Regions from separate parts of the Mus musculus genome. Here region 2 is linked to region 1. The links are chromatin contacts, called in public Hi-C maps. All regions are on one chromosome and are shown on one strand. Each heading gives the region's core, a stretch centred on a gene start, on an enhancer-like site or on the middle of the called end of the contact. The rest is flanking DNA. Distances are from core to core; before and after follow the strand shown. Region 1 has its middle 66 kb from the start of Tigd2. Region 2 holds the start of Gprin3 (GPRIN family member 3).

What was found. Hi-C and Micro-C count contacts between places; a contact is called where the count stands out from the background.
Region 2: a contact with region 1 is called in a Hi-C map of cortical neurons, with 1.9 times the contacts expected there. The contact joins the promoter of Gprin3 here to the enhancer-like site in region 1. A contact is called at or near these places in 5 of 39 promoter capture datasets (the 3T3-L1 cell line, embryonic stem cells, liver and 1 more), 5 of 484 Hi-C or Micro-C datasets (Sertoli cells, cerebral cortex and cortical neurons), 5 of 115 datasets of contacts at active chromatin or transcription factors (the 230-238 cell line, CD8 T cells, embryonic stem cells and 2 more) and 2 of 9 other capture datasets (embryonic stem cells and liver).

The regions. Positions count from the first base shown.
Region 1 is chr6:59,272,906-59,275,847 of GRCm38.p6, forward strand. No RefSeq gene overlaps it. Among named protein-coding and RNA genes, the nearest start is that of Tigd2, 66 kb to the left of the region's middle. Within about 2 kb of position 1,421, at least 4 of the 459 cell types and tissues checked have an H3K27ac peak or open chromatin away from gene starts, as enhancers often do. A contact at or near this core is called in cortical neurons, where this site is marked.
Region 2 is chr6:59,424,784-59,427,770 of GRCm38.p6, forward strand. It overlaps Gprin3 (GPRIN family member 3), which reads right to left and starts at 1,523. Exons shown (of 2, transcript NM_183183.3): 1 at 1,377-1,523.

The DNA.
Region 1 (2,942 bases), core at 171-2,670:
CACCTAGCTTGAGGTTTTGGTTAAAATCGAGCTAGAGTGTTACTAGCCTTCTCATTATCATTTAGCCAGAGGAGAAAAAGCACTCAAGGCTTACATGCTGGCCAGACAGCCATTTTCACACCTACCTCTACATGTCTTGACAAAGACTTGAGATGTTTAGCTCTCTGTATTTTTCCTAGCTCAGCCTCCTTGTCTTATAAGGTGTACATTTCTTCAGTGGAACTCTGGATTCACTGGAAGTATTGTTCAACCTTTCTTCCTCTAGTCTCTTTTTGGTGTTCTTGGGAACTCAAACTTAACCTTCAGCTCCCTCAATGGTGGATGGTGGTGAGTCTCTAGTCTTCTAGGGAGAGAACAATTTGCCACAAAGAGAACACAACCTCAGATTTACAGAGGGACTTGAATATGCTTGAAAGGGTCCTAAATGAACTCGGGTCACACAGTGAATGTGAGAGAAAGGTAACTGTCTCAAGACAAAAACTCCTTTTTTATTTTTATTATTTATTTTTTTTGCTTAAACTTAAACTCAAATATAAAAATAAAGGGTTTAGGCTTTGTTTAAGAGTCACATCTTTTAAAATCCAAATTAAGTAGAATCCTAAAGAGAAAAAAATATTATAAATGAATTTTTTTGTTATTTTGTTTTTTGCATTTTTGTTTTTCAAGACAGGGTCTCTTTGTATAACCCTGGAAGTCACTCTGTAGAATAGGCTGGCCTCACATTTAGAGATCTGCCTACCTCTCTGTCTTTAAAACAGAGATTAAAGGCATGTGCCACTACTGCCTGGCTTATAAATGAATTTAAAAAAAAAATCCAGGATAATACATTAGAAATCAGGAAAGAGTATATGTGTGTACTGGCTAGTTTTGTGTCAACTTGACACAGGCTGGAGTTATCACAGAGAAAGGAGCTTCAGTTGAGGAAATGCCTCCATGAGATCCAGCTGTAAGGCATTTTCTCAATTAGTGATCAAGGGGGAAAGGCCCTTTGTGGGTGGAACCATCTGGGGGATGGTAGTCTTGGGTCCTATAAGAGAGCAGGCTGAGCAAGCCAGGGGAAGCAAGCCAATAAGAAACACCCCTCCATGGCCTCTGCATCAGCTCCTGCTTCCTGACCTGCTTGAGTTCCAGTCCTGACTTTCTTTGGTGATAACAGCAGTGTGGAAATGTAAGCTGAATAAACCCTTTCTTCCCCAACTTGCTTCTTGGTCATGATGTTTGTGCAGGAATAGAAACCCTGACTAAGACAATATGTAAACAGTTTTTGCTCCAATTACTGAATATAGTTCTACAAACATGGATAAAGTGATATTTCAAGCAATGAAAATATATTCAAAGATTGCCTGCAAAGGAGGGTGGCATGCACACGTCTCAGTCTCAGATATATGTGCTACATGAATAGGGATGTTCTATTCTTAAAATGTGTCATGATAATCTGAAACAAAGCTAGAGCCGGGAGTGGGTAGCACCTCTCTGTTTTTTAGCAAAGCCTTTTACCTCTAGTGAGAGGAGTTGCTGGAGCTTCCATCCTCTCTTTGTCCTGTCTGCCTTAGAGTTACTTTATCAAAGCTGACAGTAAGAACATCGTAAAAGCATGATTAGCCTAAAGTTTGAGCATTTATTCTTCCCTGTTATGTATGGTCAAAGCATTTCTTATTCCCTTTTAAAGATTAGCAGAATCCTTCTCTGGTGGGGTTCTTACACTGTGGACTTGGCAGGTACTCAGATCCAGAATAAAATTCTAATCTTTCACTCACTGGCATTGCAGCTATGAACAAACATCTGTCTCTTTGAGCCTGTTTCCTCATTAGTAAAATACCTTACTGTGTTGAGGGGAGGAAAATTGCATCAACCATATACAAAGGCTAGCATATTACTTAACACACACTAAATGATATAAATTGCATGTTGTATCTGTAATGTACGAAATGAAGAGGTCATCAACATGAACTTTGGTTGAATGACCTTGGCTTGGGGCTTGGATTCCTGCATTAAATCTCCTCTATTTTTGAACTTTGGGGAGCTCATTTTTACTCAGCAGCTCACTTAGTTCATTTAGGAACCATAGATCACGAAACCGTATTTATCAAATTGGTTTGTTGTGATGTGTAAACTATCAACATTAGAACAGTGTCCACTCTAGTGAAGGTACAATTATGTAAAATGATCATATGCATCTTAATCAAAGAACATATTTGAATATTTTTGAAATCACATATATTTATTCAAAGGCAGCTTGTGCTGATATCTTTTCTGATAAGAGCCTCTTAGAAAATACTGTGGGGCTTTAGCAAGTCTAGTCACAGGGAATTGGCTCTAAGCTCCTGACTGCCAAATTCTATTTCTGGTTAGTATGTATGCTTTTTAGAATGACATTAGAAATCGTGACAGCAGATGCTGGTGAGGATGTGGAGAAAGAGGAACACTCCTCCATTGTTGGTGGGATTGCAAGCTTGTACAACCACTTTGGAAATCAGTCTGGCGGTTCCTCAGAAAATTGGACATGGTACTACCAGACGATCCCGCAACACCTCTCCTGGGCATATATCCAGAAGATGTTCCAACTAGTAAGAAAGAAACATGCTCCACTATGTTCATAGCAGCCCTATTTATAATAGCCAGAAGCTGGAAAGAACCTAGATGCCCCTCAACAGAGGAATGGATACAGAAATGTGGTACATCTACACAATGGAGTACTACTCAGCTATTAAAAAGAATGAATTTATGAAATTCCTAGGCAAATGGGTGGACCTGGAGGGCATCATCCTGAGTGAGGTAACCCAATCACAAAAGAATTCAAATGATATGTACTCACTGATAAGTGGATATTAGCCCAGAAACTTAGAATACCCAAGATGTAAGTTACAATTTGCAAAACACATGAAACTCAAGAAGAACGAAGACCAAAGTGTGGATACTTTGCACCTTCTTAGAATTGGGAA
Region 2 (2,987 bases), core at 273-2,772, 150 kb after region 1:
AACACATTCTCTGTGACTCTTTGTCAGAGAACATTATCTATGAATACTCTGTCCATTGGAGGAGAGCAATAGAGAAGACTTCTTTGCCCTGTGACTCATTATCTCTATTCCCACCACTGTTTCTCAGGGCAGGCCTATGGTGAACACCATGGGAAGAAAAGAATAGTTTATAACGAAAAAAATAGGCTCATTCAGGAGAGGTATGCTCAAAGCATTATCAAGGTAAAATATGCAGAAGTGCCAACAAGAGCAAACAAAAGCCCACGCAAGAGCTGTGTAAATATTTCATGAAGCTAAGCCTTAATCACTCTCTCTCCAAATCTTTCTGGTGGTGTAAACACTTCAGTTTCTTCCAGTCCTGTCATGACCCAGATTCCATGAAAAAAATATAAATAAATAAAATGAAAACATGGACCTACGGATCTCGAACAAAACTGTTGTGAAAACGGAAGGAAGGCAGCAAACACCTTCAGAAAGGTGGTTCCCAGCTGGATGGCTAGCTAAAGCTCCTTTCTTTCCCAACCCCTCTAGGCTTTTGCCTTTCCCCCACCTACTCAGCTGCTCTCACATCATCCCAACCTTGAACTGCCTACATGCAACCAGTGACCTCGCTTAACACCCCTTCAAAAGCCCTTGAACTCTGATGTGCCTAGGCTGCCTTTCCTCCACCTCAATCTACTTTCCAGTGTCTAAGACTCCTCTTTCCACTTCCCTGTTGCTGTGTACTAGAAGAACATGTCAGGCCTTTGTCATAATGTACCCGGAGACAGGTTTACCACTTCTACTTGCTACCATGATTGAATGTGGTTCCAAAGTTCACCTCTAGACACTGAACATGCTCTACAATGACTTCCCTTTATCATCCTCAGTCGACCTTCCTCGTCTCTCCCTTCCGACCTCATGAAGAAATATACATGCAAATGTATTAATAAATACACACACATACACACATATAATCGAGCATATTGAATACGACTAAGTTTTTACCTTACAGCAAATAATCATAGGAAAATAATAAAGAAGGCAATCACACACACACACCCTTCTTCGAGTATTCGTTGTGTGCATATCTTACTGATTAGGATTTCTAGCTCAGAAGCAGCAAGCGGCTTCTCTTTTTTTTCTTTTTACCTTTGGGTCAGAGCTTAAGGGAGTAATAACCTTGCAGAGATATACATCACCTGCAGGGCGCACAGCCCCTCCTGAGGAGCAGGGTGGCAGCAGCGGCTGGGGACCATAAGCAACAGGCAAAAGATCCACGAACAAATGTGGGACCTAATTCCTCCTTCACCAGCACAGGGACATTGCCAGGCTCCGGTCTCCAAGGCTGGCCACTGGGCCAGGTGGCCGCGGGGGCGGCTCCTTTCCGGGCTTACCTGCTCCGGTGGGGTGTCCCCCGCTGGGCCGCTGTCTGCGCGGTGCTGGGCTTCTAGTCGATTCCCAGCCCTGGCTCTGCCACACTGCTGCTGGGTGACTTGAGCAGTCCCCTGCAGCCAGGAGCCAGCTCTGCGCGATCAGGAACTGAGATTACTATGCCAAGAGCTGAGGCGGCGCTGCAGCGGGGCGGAGACCAGCAGCTTCTACGCTGGGCGGTGAGCCAGCAAGGAGGTGGAGTTCACGTGCGGGCAGATCCACGCCAGCTAGGCGCGCCCCTCCGCTGTGACCAGGCCCCAGTGGCTGAGTCCCGCCTGCACCCAGACAGGCAGCAGCCTCCCTGCGAGCTCCTACCCAGCCAGCCCTCGAGGCCCACAGCTCAGGGAGCCTAGCGCCCTGGGGGAGCTTAGGGGACTGGCTGACTGTGCCTCTGGTGCAAGGGAACCAGTGACAGATGGAAAGTTAAGATGGAGATTAGGGAAAAGGGCTGGGGACCCAGAGAGACTCAGCAGGAAGTCTGGCCCTCACTCCCTCTAGCAATTCACTATTCACTCTGTCTCTGTATAGAGTAGGTGGCTCCTCACAAAGTCTTGTGCAATGATATGAAAGCAAGCAGACAACAGGCGTTTACTATGTTGTGAAATGGACAATGTATTAAGTATTTAGAGTTGTCACTGCAAAATGTTCCGGTCCCTCTCCTGCATTACTAACTCCAAGAGTGTAGATGGCTTTGGAGACAGCCCCTTTGAGCTGCTGCTGCAACACTGTGAAGTCTACTGAGCTGCTGTAGATGGTGCTAAACAACACCACAAGAACTATTATAACTGAGTATTTGTTTGCAAAAATTGCAGCTATAATTCACACAACTACTTATTAAGGGGGTGTTACTCCTTTTTTTTAGAAACTGCTTGAGAGTGGGGTAGTAAGCAGCCTGGCTGGCATTCAAACCTCTCAGAGATATCATCTTTCAGCTACAACTCAGGGCTTACCTAGGGATTCTGTTGAGATGATGTTTGTATCAGAGCCCAAGGATCAGAGTTTTTGTTTGTTTGTTTGCTTGCTTGTTTGTTTTTAACAGATTCCCACCCAGGTCGTGCTGAACAGTCTCAGTCCTTAGGCCAGGGAGTTTAAATATGTTTCTTTGGTGTTGGTTGTAGCTACTTCCTAAAGGTGGATTAAGACAGATTTTCAGAAGTTATATATTCTCTCTTTAGCAAAGAAGTGGGAAGCAGTTCTCAAGGTTCCCTTTGGTTGAAGGAAGAAAGAAATGAAAAGGTTGCCAGTAGCCCTAGGTCATCCCTGAAATAGCTTTCTCAGAGGAGCGGCTGGAGTGTAAGAGCTGTTTCCAGGTTCTTTGCCTCTTAACCAAAGAGCTCAAAGTAAGGGCTCATACTGATTTGTAAACAGAACAAGATGACTTTGTGTGGAAGGAAGTGGCAGTTTGGAGTCCTAGGGACTACAGCCCAGCAGACCACATGAGTGAGTGTACCTAAGTCTAATTAGTGTTTGAGACTCCCTATATTAGGTTCAATAGAAGAAAGATCTGGTAACAAGGGGCAGGACTTGGGTGTCTATTTGATTGATAAATAGGTTTTATGTTCAGTTCTTCTACA